2 separate regions of the Aphis gossypii genome follow, and region 1 is linked to region 2. A link is a contact called in public Hi-C data. All regions are on one chromosome and are shown on one strand. The core of a region is the stretch at or near the end of the contact, and the rest is flanking DNA. Distances in the headings are between cores, read along the strand shown. Region 1 holds the start of LOC114121339 (probable ATP-dependent RNA helicase DDX5). Region 2 holds the start of LOC114129531 (TIP41-like protein).

Region 1 (6,612 bases), core at 2,331-4,830, 180 kb after region 2:
ATTTTGTGCCTTTATAAAAGTTATTAAAATATTATTTGCAAAATATAAGTAATCTGTAGTACCAAAATAATATTACAATTTATACATTAAAAAAATCTATTCACTCAGTTTGTAATTTTATGAAAAAAAATGAGATAGATGTTTATTATCTTGGAACTATACATATTTTTTAAGAATGTAAAATTATACTTATATAATTTTTTATCTATACTTTATCTTTCCACTAAGATATAACCACAGAACAGATATAACTAACCTATGTAAAATGTGAATGCTGTTATACCACAATTGAATAATTATTCTGTTTGGTTTTAAATTTCAGCAGTAGGTAACAATATTTTACAATTTTTGTGCAGTGCATTTTATACATTAGAAAACTAAAATTGTCTTTTCTTTTTATAAAAACTAATAGAAAAGATTTCATTTGAAAATATTTTTATAATTGTGACAAATAAACACAAATTCCAACAGATAAAAATGAAACAAACATAATACTTACGTATGTATATTTTTTTTCTCGAGTTTTAATTTTTAACCAAGCTTATTGCATATTATTTACAGCTTAAATAAAAAATATTATTTATTTATATGCTTTTATTGCAAACTAAATAAATAAAATAAAAAATAAAATTTATTTTTAAGAATATAAGGTTATGCTGAGTAATGAGTAGAAGTATTAATATATAATATGACATTTATAATTGATCCTTTTACCCATAGATAAAACTTATTTTTGGTAGGAGCTCAGCTTGGATCTAATTTTAAAGAATTCCTGTTTAATGTTGACACACAATTATTATACAATCGTTCTTTTTATATTTTTGAATTTCACTTCTAACTATATGAGGTCATCCATGTGGTTATTTGTTTAATTTATTATTAGTAGAACAAAAACAAATTATTATAGTATTATTAAATTATTATTATAAACAAATTTTAAAAGGTTGTCAGCATAATATTCTTTCTTTCTCAAACCCATAGGTATGGCAGGTATGCAAAATATATTACATGCATTCAGGTAATAAAATAATATTTTTTTATGAGTTTTATGTAATCGTAGAGCAAAATCTCCTATTACAAACATAGAGGATAATATTTTTGAAAGCTTAACATATCAGCTTTGCATTTTATTTATTATTATTTGTCTATTTATAAGATTTTAATAATGAAAAAAAAATTTTAATGGATATTAAATTGTTTTAAGAAAATATTTAGATGATTTGATGGGTCCACTACAACAACAGGCTATCTCCATTTTTTGATATTTTTCAGGAGATGCCGGTAATTGCATGGAAAAATATTGTATACCAGACTACCAGACATCTCCATTCATCTATCAGATTATTAAATTAATAAAGGACATACTTGGTTATTGTACCAAAATGCAAAAAAATTATTCTTTTTCAGATAATGTAAAATCACGTATTAAAAAAAAAAAAAAAAAAATAATGAAATCTGTGTTTTCAAAGTGATTCTTGCACTAGATTTTTCAATTGATATATCATTCCTTCAAAAATATTATTTTTATAATTTTTATTATGTGAAATTATTCAAAAACAGAAAAAAAATGATTTATCATTGAATGCATTTTGTGTACATTGCAAGTGGGCTAGAGAGAAAACAGTATGCTGGCGTTCTCTTAATATAATTTTCAGTATTAATACCACACGAAAAATTCTTAAACAATAAATCATATTTAATATAGTTCTAGTTGAGGCTAAATACGAGTACAATCAATAAGAGAACAAATCTCAATGCAAACTGCATTTCTAAGAGCTGACATGTATAACAATGTAGAGAAAATTTTTAACTGAAACAAAAATCATTTTTAAAATTACTAAGTTGTCATTATTATATAATATGTTTTTATGGTATAAATTAAAATAGTAACATTATATTCAACAACTAGTTGCCCATCAAATGTTAATTTATGAGGCATTTACTATTTGTATAAACTCATATGAGTCAGAAATGGCTCTGAAGAATTGTATGCAATTCAATATAGTCTTGCTATATCATAAGTACAAACAAATTCAGAACACAATATGAAACATTAGGTAATCAGAAAAAATCATTATCAGTATGAGTCCAAAATAGAAAAGATGTAATGTAATTATCCGTTCATCCAAATGTAATTCCCTATCTTACATACCACTTAACTGACATGCTGTACAAAGAATTGATGTTTGGTCCAGATACAGAATACAGAGAAGATAGGCATTAAAAATAAAACATCATTTGAATTTGTATTATAAAATATAACAGTTTATTTATTAAAAGTAATAATTAAGTGAATTATAAAATGTATAAAAAAAATATAGTGATAAACATACTAAAAAGTTTGGACGGAATTCGTTATCAGCTTACAAATAAGTATAGATCAATTTCTTAATATAAACATAGTAATTAATGAACACAGTGTGGTTGTTATGATAGATAATGGTGTAATATTGGTAGACGAATTACAGTTATCTTCAGAACAATAACATTCTTCCCAATAAACTCCATTCCATTCAACTCCCCAGTTGCATACACCAGTTACACCAGTATCTGAAACTGACCCACAACGGCGGATCACATTTCTCCAACGACCATCCCCTTGATATTAAAAACAGTAAATATATTTAATATAACATTATTATATGAAGATATTGATGATATTCGTCATATCAATTCTTTAACACTTTTGATTTTTGACTCACATATAAATCCTCTAAGACCTTGTTTGGTTACTTTAACACAAAATGTGCCTGGCGTATGAGATTCATCACTAGTGCATTCAACCGAGACATGGCGATCCTTGTGGAATTTTTCGTATGCACCACAATTATCAGATCCTTTTGGATCGCTGCTTGTAGAACACTGATAGCATTGGATTCCACTTACTAAACACGACAAAATAAGCTTTAATAATTATTTTGAAAGGGCGTGACAAAGGACAGCCACACCTTTTAAACATAAAATTACCTTTATGTAAGAATGAAAATCCTAAAACAACTAATATAAAGCATGATAGTACAGTGGATTTCATAATAATAAAAATCAAAAATAAAATTATTCAGTAACAAAATATATAAAGATCATTCAACGGCGATACAAAAAAAGAATTATGTTTAAAAAACTTTTAAATTATTTAATGGTAAATACTAAATAGTAGTTATTCAAAAGGAAATTTGATTAAGATGACTAATAAAAAATGATAATGGCAAAATATAAACAAAACAACCAGGGGTGCTCAGTGTTAAATCATCTATGTTAGAAGTTAGAACCGCGAGTTAATGATAATTATTATTTACATAATTACTTAACGGGTTACAAATTAATAATTATAATTAATATTTATACATTTTAAACCATATTAATAAACTTTAAAATAAAATAATATTTCATATTCAATAAAAATGATAATAAAATACACTAACATTCACATCGAATTAATATTAATGCTTTTAAAAAACGATTACAGTATGTTATCTACATAAATAATTATTATTCAAAAAGTAAGTTTTTTATTTTTGATTAAAAATTGGTTTTTGTGTACAAAGTTTCTTCTCCATGATGACGCCATGTTAACATTTTTAACACAGATTTTTCTATGCCGATTGGCGATTGCCGACTGAGACAGAGTTTCGCTAACGATAAATTATTAATTTAGGTGATTAATAATTACTAAGTTCAAAGTTCAATAAGTTCATTTTATACTTCATCCATTCAACCATAAATAAAATATGTTTATATTTACTATTTACTAAACAGCTCTGGAATTGGTATTGATTTACGTCGTACGTCAGACGTCAATGTTTTGATTTGTTTGTTTAACATAAGCTAAATTTCTGGGGCAGTAAAAATTATTGCTGAGCGTAAATTTTATAATTTGTATTTTGTACTGTAGCTGAACTGCTGACCTGTGAATGGTCTCCAGTATGGGTTACAGCCGAAAGTAAGTCGACCGTAATACCCAAGTTTAATAATACTTACGTTTTAATGAAACACTGACACTGTGTTTTTATATTTTCCTTAAACAGTCCAATATCATCATCGAGAGATCGTAGACGTGGACGAGACAGACGAAGTCGAAGTCCGATACGACGACGTGGTGGTGGTGGTCGAGGAGGTAGAGGTGATCCAGGTTCTAACTTACGTAAACCTCGATGGGAAACAAAAAAACTGGAACCATTTAAAAAAGATTTTTATTTGCCTCACGAAGCTGTCCATAATAGGTAAAACATTGTATTTATATTTTATTAAACTAATGAATATTGGCATGTAAAAATTAAGATGGAAGTACAACTATATTCTAAAATGATTAAATCGAAGTAAATAATAACAATTATAGTCTTGTCTTGAATATAAGTTTCATAGTTGCATACTGTTATGAATCTTATAGTAGTTTACTACACTTGAGAAATAAGTTGGTTCTATCATTGATTAATTATACATTTATTGTTTTTATTTAATTATTAATTTTATTGTATAATTAATCAATGGTTCTAGATTGTTTTAATAGTTAATTTCATGATTATTATGGCTTAATTGGAAGGTAATGATGGTATGGGTAATACTAGCCTAGCTCTAGCATAATGACAGTAAATATCAAAACATTTTATTTTATATAACTGCTTCCATGTTAGAAAAATTTCATTAAATATATTTTAGTTTGAAATGTGCAGCTAAAGAAAAAATTATCTAAATTTAATCAGCCAACATTCTAACCCTATATGTGTATATACTATATACTAATCATAGAGATATTAGTATTCTATGTTATGAATAAACACTGAATGAACTAAATTTTGCTTAAAAATATTTTTAATACTAATATTTTATAATAACAGTTCATATATTTATTCTTTTATTGCTGAATTTATAAAATTTATTGGTCATGTTCCTCTTTGAATTTTGTTTGATACTATATAATAAATAATTATGTAGCATTTATAATTCTTATATACATTGCTCTGTGACCTATGAAATTTAGGTGTTTATTATTTATATATATATATACTTTAATGTTAAAATTTCTTATAAATTGTGAGTAATGTATATCTTAATGCCATGGGCGTTCTCGCAGGGGGAGGCGGATTATGTCCCCCCAAGATTCTTTATTTTTTTACATATTAGTAATATACGTTTTGTCTACTTTAAGTAGACATTAATATGGCTTATTATGTAATCATTTTTTTCATCCCCCTCCATTGAAATATCCTGAGAACGCCTCTGCTTAATGCATTTTCAAATAATTTTGAATTTATTTGTATACATAAATTAATAAAATAAAAATATTTATACAACTCAATTAAAGAATTATGAATATATTACTTTTATTTTTAGATCAAAATCAGAAATAGAAAAATATAGAGAAGAGAAAGAAATTACATTAGTTGGTGAAAATATTCCAAAACCAATATTTAAGTTTGATGAAAGTGGCTTTCCTGAAATCATAATCAAAGAATTAAAGTAACCCATTTTTATTAAATTGATGCTCTGCAGTTTATAAATAAATAATATGAATATTGTTTGAACACAGGAAACAAGGTTTTGTTGAACCTACTGCTATTCAAGCACAAGGATGGCCAATAGCTTTGTCTGGGAATAATTTAGTTGGTATTGCGTCTACTGGTTCTGGAAAAACATTATCGGTATTTTATTATTACAGTGTATAATTTGACTAGCTTTTCATAAATGTATATAATTAAATTTTTTCGTAGTATATTGTTCCTGCTTTAATACATATTTCTCATCAACGAAAATTGTCACGTGGTGATGGACCTATTGTGTTAGTATTATCTCCAACTCGAGAATTAGCCCAACAAATACAAACTGTTTGTGATGATTTTGGTGATGCATTTGGAGTCAGTAGTACATGTTTATTTGGTGGTGCACCAAAAGGTGGTCAGGTAAGTTGCAATTTATTTAAGTTATTATTCATTCTTTGATTATTAATGTTTTTTTCTATAGGCAGCTGATTTAAGCCGTGGAGTTGAATTAGTTATTGCTACACCAGGACGTTTATTAGATTTTCTTGAAAGTGAACGTACAAATATGTGTCGATGCACATACCTTGTTTTAGATGAAGCCGACAGAATGTTGGATATGGGATTTGAACCACAGATTCGAAAAATAATTGATCAAATAAGAGTATGCTGTTAATTATGAATAATTTAAGTTATAATATTTTTTATGTATATTTATATTAACTTGCAGCCAGATAGGCAAGTATTAATGTGGTCTGCAACTTGGCCCAAAGAAGTGAAGAATTTGGCTGAAGAATTTTTAGATGAATATATACAAATAAATATTGGTTCCTTAACTTTGGCAGCTAATCATAACATTCAACAAATTGTTGAAGTCTGCCAGGAATATGATAAAGAAACTAAGTATATATTCCTTATTATTATTTTGTTAAGTTTCTATTATTTTTAATATTTGATTAGGTTAATATCTCTACTAAAGAAAATAATGGATGAAGATGAAAACAAAACTATTATTTTTATTGAAACTAAGCGGCGAGTGGATGAAATCACAAGAAAGATTAAAAGACATGGGTGAGTTAATGCATTTAATACAGTTAATACATTTAGTTGGGAAAATTAAGTCATAACATTAAAATAT
Region 2 (7,225 bases), core at 1,229-3,728:
TCAAACTCAACATTTCATATCAAGTACATCATTATTTATTATGAAGGTACATACAAGTGTAGATTCAAGGAAATCAAGTAAAATAATAACACATGATCTTTTTTGAAATTTATCATATTTACTAATGCGCTGAAGAATGGCTGCATAAGAAACAAGCTAAAAAAAAAAACAATAAATAAATATTAGAACTGTTGTTTAATTAACATTTATCATTTACTCACTTGGCAGTTTAGTGAATGTCTTAAATAAGAAAGTACAAGTTCATTGGGATAAGAACCAACTAGAGCTTGTGATAATATTATGTCGGCCAAATTATAGACATCTCCGCTAACTCCTCTGGGTAGAACCTAAATAACAAATAATTGTTTAATTAAATTATTAAATATATCATTCATAATTAAATTTCATTTTTTTTTTTATAAAAATACAATTAAAAAACTCCTAGATACAAGAAATCATATAATTGAAATAAATTATAGTAGGTAAAAGTCTGGGTGACCAGATGTCCTGTTTAAAACAAGATAAAAAAATTATTCCGTTCAAAATTTGTTGGGACAGTTGAACATAATGATAAGAAAAGAGACAATCCCGTTTTAAATAACAGAATAGTTTTCAAGGGCTGATGCCGATGAAAAATTAAATTAGTGGTAAGCATAAGACATATTGTATGGCATATGCATTATGAATTAAAGTATATGTTTGAATTATCATATAACATTATTTATAAATTAATAATCAATGATGTTTGATATTATATTTAATCGTTTATGTCGTTTGTTGTTTTATGAGGGGACCACTTTTCTGTTTTTATTTTCTTAAAATGGTTGCCCTAGTATTCAACTTCTTATTATCAAAATTTAATACTTGGTTAATATGTTTAAATTGTATATAATATGTTATTAGGTATTAGGATTAATAAAGTTTAACTTTTAGCTGGATAATTTTATTTTAATATATAAAGTACTTATTTAGTGATAAATATAAATAACATATATTTGTAAACATCTATATCAATTATAGGTGAAGTACTTGAAGTTGATCAAAGAAAATGATTAAAATTAGAATTTGAATATAAATTTAACTAGTTGACACTTTTAATTATTCGTTCAATAACTATAATATTAAACTTTTTTTGTTATATTAAAATATTAAATCAAAATTGCTTTATTATTTTTTATTTGAATAATATTACTACACTGCTATTTTTACTTCCATAATATTGTGTTATATGGGATAACTCAAGTTAAAACATTTCTTTATTTTATAAATGTTACACAGTTTTAAGTGATATTTCAAGTGAAATTCAGCATATAATTAATCATCTGAAAATTATATCTTGTATGTTATTTATTTGAAAATAAGATGCTTTCAAGTGATTTAACTTTTCACAAACATGTGACTTATGTAAATATTTTTTTTTAATCTCACCAAAAACATTAAACAATATTTTATTTACCTTTAATAAGTATATTATAAGGATTGTTAAAAAATTGAAAAGTATATTAAAATCATAAACATAGCTAATATAAAATATTGTACTATGTTGGAAAAAATAAAACAATGTATTAAAATTTAAGATATGCACATATTTATTGTTGTTAGTTATAATCAATAGCTTAAATCTACTTTATTATACTCTATTAATTTAATTACTAAAAGATAGGCAAAACTTGTATGTATTAAACAGATAAAAAACTACAAAAAATTACAAATTTTTATCAAATTTAAGTTTTTCAAAACGTTCATAGACAATGGGTAAGGTACTGGCAAAGCTTCCAGGATCAGTTAATGATCCAGATTTTCCAACTGGTATTTCTGTTGTGTATAATTCTCTACGGCAAACTTCTCTCAATACATAATCCCATTCAGTTTCTTTATACAAACGTGTATCATGTATACGCATCATAACACCATCCACACGTAAAAAATACCGCAACAGCGCAAAAAAACCACTAGGCATACAGCGTATTTTCACAGAACATACAGCAACACCATTATCATGTAATTCATCTTCAAATAAAGTCAAATCTGAGTAAAAAAGTATCTCTTCTTGAACTTTGAGTTTCTCCATGTTTATACGCTCATCAGTGGCTTCAACAACTGGATGTCCAAATAATGTTCCTTCATAGTATGTTGAATATGTCCAATCAAACATATTAACATCTTTATCTACAAGTCCACTATCCATTCTAGATTCTTTCCATTCTTTTGAACAAGCAATTTTCACAGGTGCTCTACAAGGGTCAACATCCCTGAGTGAATCTAAAGCGCAAAATCGTATTCCAGATTGGCCATCATATTTAATTTCTAAAATATTATTAGGAAATACCATCTCAGGCAAATGATGAAGTTTTAATTCAATAGAAAAGCGACAAAAGTCACAACACGATAGTGTTGGTACTTGACTGCGCGAAGAACATCCTGATCCTAGAATATGGCTTTTGGAAGATATAATTGTCCATTTGTTGGTTTCAAATTGTTCACATTTGGCAGTCATTTTGAGTGGATGTTATAACACCTGATTAACAAAACGGTTTATACACTGTCACTTCACTATATTTAATATAATAACAAATAAAAATAAATGAATATTCAAATAATTAAAAATTAAATAATATGTTTATCGATATGAACAGAATTGTCGACAGTTACAAAATTTTTCCCTTTTATACTTGTTGAAATTTTGTAGTAATCTACAAATTCACACTAATAAGAAACGTTTGAAAAATGTATGCCAGGAAAATTTATGAGAAGAATAAAACATATTTATAGTTTGAAAAGTTTTAACAGGTGTCCAAGTATAAGTAGGTATATAAATTACCTCTAATTTATTTTTAATGAAGTGTAAACAATATACATTTAATTTTTATAAGATTTTTTTATTGGTCTCCTTTTTTAGTAATCCTGGCTACGCCATTGATAATGGTATATATAATATTGTCAACCTATACTTATCAAATAAATAATGAAATTAATTTTACTATACACATAAGACATGAGAAACTGAAAGTGAACTATACCTGAACCACACTGCCATTAGTTATTTACATAACAACTCTTATCAAATACTATGAATATTAAAATTTTATATTATGTTAATTTTAAAACAATTTTAAATTTTATATTTATATTTTATATGTAGTGCTTAACAATTTATTTGAAAAAATAAAACGAATAAATAAAAATTAATGAAAGCTATAAAAAAAAAGGTGAGAATTTGATGAGATTTATCAATGTTTGATGGTTCATTTTAGCGTGCTCCAAAAACTTAAATTTATCTTAAAAATCTATCTTTTTCAATATACTATGTAAAAGTTTTATTGATGAAATAACTAAACCAAAAAAATAAATTATTTTTATTATAAATAAATTTAATAATTTTATTAGTAGAGAAAAAGTGGGTCTTTTTGTAGCATGTTTCATATTTGTTGTTTCTGTTCATTTGTTCATTTTATGGTAAATAGTTTTTAGTAATAGGTAATCGAAAATATAAATCCGGTAGAGAAAAGATGGTTTAATTAATGTTCAATGATAATTCCAACTTATTTAAATCACTTATTAAAATTAATGTACTTAAATCAGTCAAAATTCAAAATTTAAACAGTAGTTTTGGCTTTGAAAACTTAATAACAATAACACAGTTTACATCAATTGGCTGTTGAACTATCACTAACATCAGTAAACAAAACATAATTTGTATGATATTTTAGGGGTACTTTATTGTAACAGGACTACATTGACAAAATATTTATTGTAAAAAAAGTATTTACCGATTTTATAGAAATACCCCACTGAATTTCAGTCCAACGTTCACCCCACGCTTTCAGCACCAACGATTTCAAGCTACTGGTTTTACTTGTGACTTTGCTCGGCTCCATTTACGACAAATGTTCAGCAACCATTTTGATTCTGGGGGAGAAAAAGGTTAAATAAAAATAAAAGCAACAATCAAATTAATGTTTGATGTAGCATTGCAAAGTTGAATACACAAAACAATTAAAAATTATGATGTCATATAACGACCATATTTATTTTACCAAATTCAATCGATTTTAACAGCAGTCTAAAGCGAGGTGAACTGAACGAAACGTTATGGACAATTTACTTGCCGGCGATTTCTCTCTTTTTATGGCTGTAGTTGTAATCTTTAATAAATGTATTCCAAATAATGGGCGATTTGGTTCACAATTTAATTTTACATCAAACGAAAGTAGCTTGATCGTTAATGTAAACAGAGTATTTGGTTAGAAATTATTATTTACTACTTTAGTGATTAAATATTATTATAAAAATAAACGTCAAAAAAGTAAAGTTAAACGGCAAACACTATTAAAAGACAGATTATCCTTACGCCGACTGCGAAACGTAAACAAACGACAACGGGTTACTATACTGATAATACAATAGTATACCGAGGTAGCAATTCTGAATGATGCGGTGGTTACAGCGGTTACACTGCCGCGCACATTAACCCGATATGGCGCCAGTTACATTTTGACCGGAACACAAATAAAAAAACGTAATGTGTTAGGGCGAATTGCCCTTTCACACTCACAAAAAAGAAATATAACAAATAATTTGAAAATATTCATGATTTTAGTCTACGCATTAGACCAGGTATGTGAAATTATGAATGTGAAAATTTAATCCTTCACCAAGTATTGTACTTAATGTGTTTTTTTTTCAAAAAAAAAAAAGGTATTTCATGGCCCTTCACATTGAATTCTGAGATATTCCATATTTATTATTATTGTTCTAAACGATACTGCGACGTTCACTTAAGGTGTACCTATATTGCGTTTTTAAAATGATGGCAGTTTATACTTTATTTACACTGAGAAAAATACCTAAAAATGTTTTTTTTTAGAAAAAGCTGACAAGTGGCTGTGGACCCAATAAAAAATATAAATTTGACATTTTTTATGGTTTTATGCATGTACATTCATTAGTCTACGCAAACAATTTTTTATCGGCACTTCAAAAAAAAAAAAATTCTCAGTTAAGTCGAAAATTTCAGCAGTTTATAAATAGCTCAAAAAAAGTCAAAATATTTTGAAAATTTAACTGTATAAAGTAAACACCAATACAATTATTTGGTGAAATTGTCAAGTATTTACAATGATTAGTTTTTGAGTAACAACCGAATAGAAAAATTTATTTGGTTGAAAACTGGTTTTGCGTAAAAATTCCCGTTTTTCCGTCACTTTTTTTGTTTTTCTCGATTTTTTTGAAAAATGCTTTCTTTTGACCTCTACAATGTACCAACTATACTCACTCTGCCATCGGAAACCATTCCTGAAGTTTGAAATTTAAGTATTATTTCGAGTATTATGCTGTACACAGACACAATAGCAAACAAACAAACACTAATCAATACATTTATCACTTCGTTCAGAATCTAAAAACACACCTCAATATAAAATTAATACATTCATCATTTTGTTCAGAATTGAAAACTTATGATGAAATCTGACTGACCGTCTCCTCCCTGAATCCTTTTTTATAAGCATTATCATCGATTTCAAATTTTACACACCCATGATAGTGACCTACTTGAGTAATCGATACCCAATGTACAGCAGAGTGGTATCCACTTGTCTACTTTTTTTTTATTATTAAAAAAATTAATTCTGAGTACTAGGACATGTAGCATTATGAAATTATAGCCAGGTATTTTTTCAGAGGTAACGACTACACTAACCACTTGACGTCATACGTAGGTAAATTTATTCAATTATTTTCATATTCTCGATCTATCTTACTAAAGTTTATATGTTTTATAATATAACAATCTAGTATACATATATGAAGTAGGTAGGTACACTTATGTTGTGTACATGGATGAACTATTTTTTTCCATGAAATTGTTAACTGTAATTTTTTTTAATGTTTATTTTATAATACATCAGTACCTACATGTTATAATATACATTTCCATTTTTTTTTATACATTTTTCATGTAAAATACACGGAATAAACTGGAGTATATGGATAACATTCGAGCATTGAGTATAATATGTTTCTCATACTGAAGATAATATAATAATTATGTACGCAGTGGTATAAATGCCATTAAATGGTATAATATTAATGCAAGGCACTAAATATTTTGCAATTACATATTATTCAGCGTCAAGCGCCTTATCTTAACAATTTTTCTAAAAATACAAAACGTTCATGCGGCAAATGTCATTTTCCACTGTTTTTCGTATCATGAGATTAGAGTAATGAATAACTTTCATTTTTATATCGTAAACATACGAGATGAAACATATTATAGTTAGACATTAGTTAACATACCTTTATATGTTTTGTAAATTACTATAATAATGATTCTGTTCAAGTTATATGCGTAATATTTTACAATTTTCAAGTTTATAATATGTTGAAATTTAAAACGGTATTTTAATTTACATTTAGTAGTGAACAAAATATGTTTTTTTTTTAAAAAATTTCGATGTACTTATCTAAATTAAAATTTGAACTAGTAATTTTTAAATAATTTAAATATTTATTTATAGTTACAAAGATAAAAGCCCTTAAAAATGGTTTAATAAAAATATAATAGGTATAATGAATATAATATTGGATCTAGTTAGATAAACCTAATCTAGTGTCGATAAAAAAATTTTGAATGACCAAAAAAACTTGAAAATTTAATACAAAGTCGCTTATAAGTTGTTCTTATTGTAGTTAAAAAAAATCAAAAATCATAAGTCACAATTTTTTTTTTTATTAGCATTTGAAGTTCAAATATTGACAAAAATTTATCAAAATCATGAATATTTGCAAATAATTTTGTAGGTATAATTCATAAAAATATTTGTATATGTAGCTAAGAGTTGAAAATTTAATACAAGATTTTCCATAAGTTTGGCTTACAATAATTTTATAAAAGAACTTAAATGTTGGTGTATCCAGGCCATTAAAACATAAACTACTTTTTTCACCATCCACTGGAAATTATATCCTACGCTGATAAGTCATCTTCGTTCAGAATTGTTTTTCGTATACAATGATACCTACCTATCAATGGATTAAAATTTAACACTCCTATAACACATAATAGTGATCCACACGGAACCTAATGTACAGCAGAGCGGTACCTACTTTTTTATTTGAATTCAAAAATATTGTTCGTGGAGGTTAATACTTTCAGGTACATTATTATATTTTATTATACACAATGCCATTTTTAGAACATTTTACTCTAAATTTTAGCTGC

The links. A called contact is a pair of places that touch in the nucleus more often than the background predicts.
Region 1: a contact with region 2 is called in a Hi-C map of whole body, with 3 times the contacts expected there. The contact joins the promoter of LOC114121339 here to the promoter of LOC114129531 in region 2. A contact is called at or near these places in 2 of 2 Hi-C or Micro-C datasets (both in whole body).

The regions. Positions count from the first base shown.
Region 1 is chr2:33,139,657-33,146,268 of ASM2018417v2, forward strand. LOC114121339 (probable ATP-dependent RNA helicase DDX5) reads left to right here and starts at 3,581. Exons shown (of 13, transcript XM_050199244.1): 1 at 3,581-3,940; 2 at 4,026-4,220; 3 at 5,332-5,457; 4 at 5,528-5,639; 5 at 5,709-5,897; 6 at 5,959-6,138; 7 at 6,205-6,377; 8 at 6,435-6,545. The coding sequence starts at 3,912. It overlaps LOC114121341, which reads right to left and starts at 3,461. Exons shown (of 3, transcript XM_027983618.2): 1 at 2,968-3,461; 2 at 2,703-2,885; 3 at 2,244-2,598. The coding sequence starts at 3,031. The coding sequence ends at 2,381.
Region 2 is chr2:32,961,550-32,968,774 of ASM2018417v2, forward strand. It overlaps LOC114129531 (TIP41-like protein), which reads right to left and starts at 2,479. Exons shown (of 2, transcript XM_050200553.1): 1 at 2,330-2,479; 2 at 1,566-2,262. The coding sequence starts at 2,188. The coding sequence ends at 1,706. It overlaps LOC114129533 (mediator of RNA polymerase II transcription subunit 24), which reads right to left and starts at 4,377. Exons shown (of 20, transcript XM_050200537.1): 1 at 4,038-4,377; 2 at 3,771-3,909; 3 at 222-347; 4 at 55-156. The coding sequence starts at 3,878.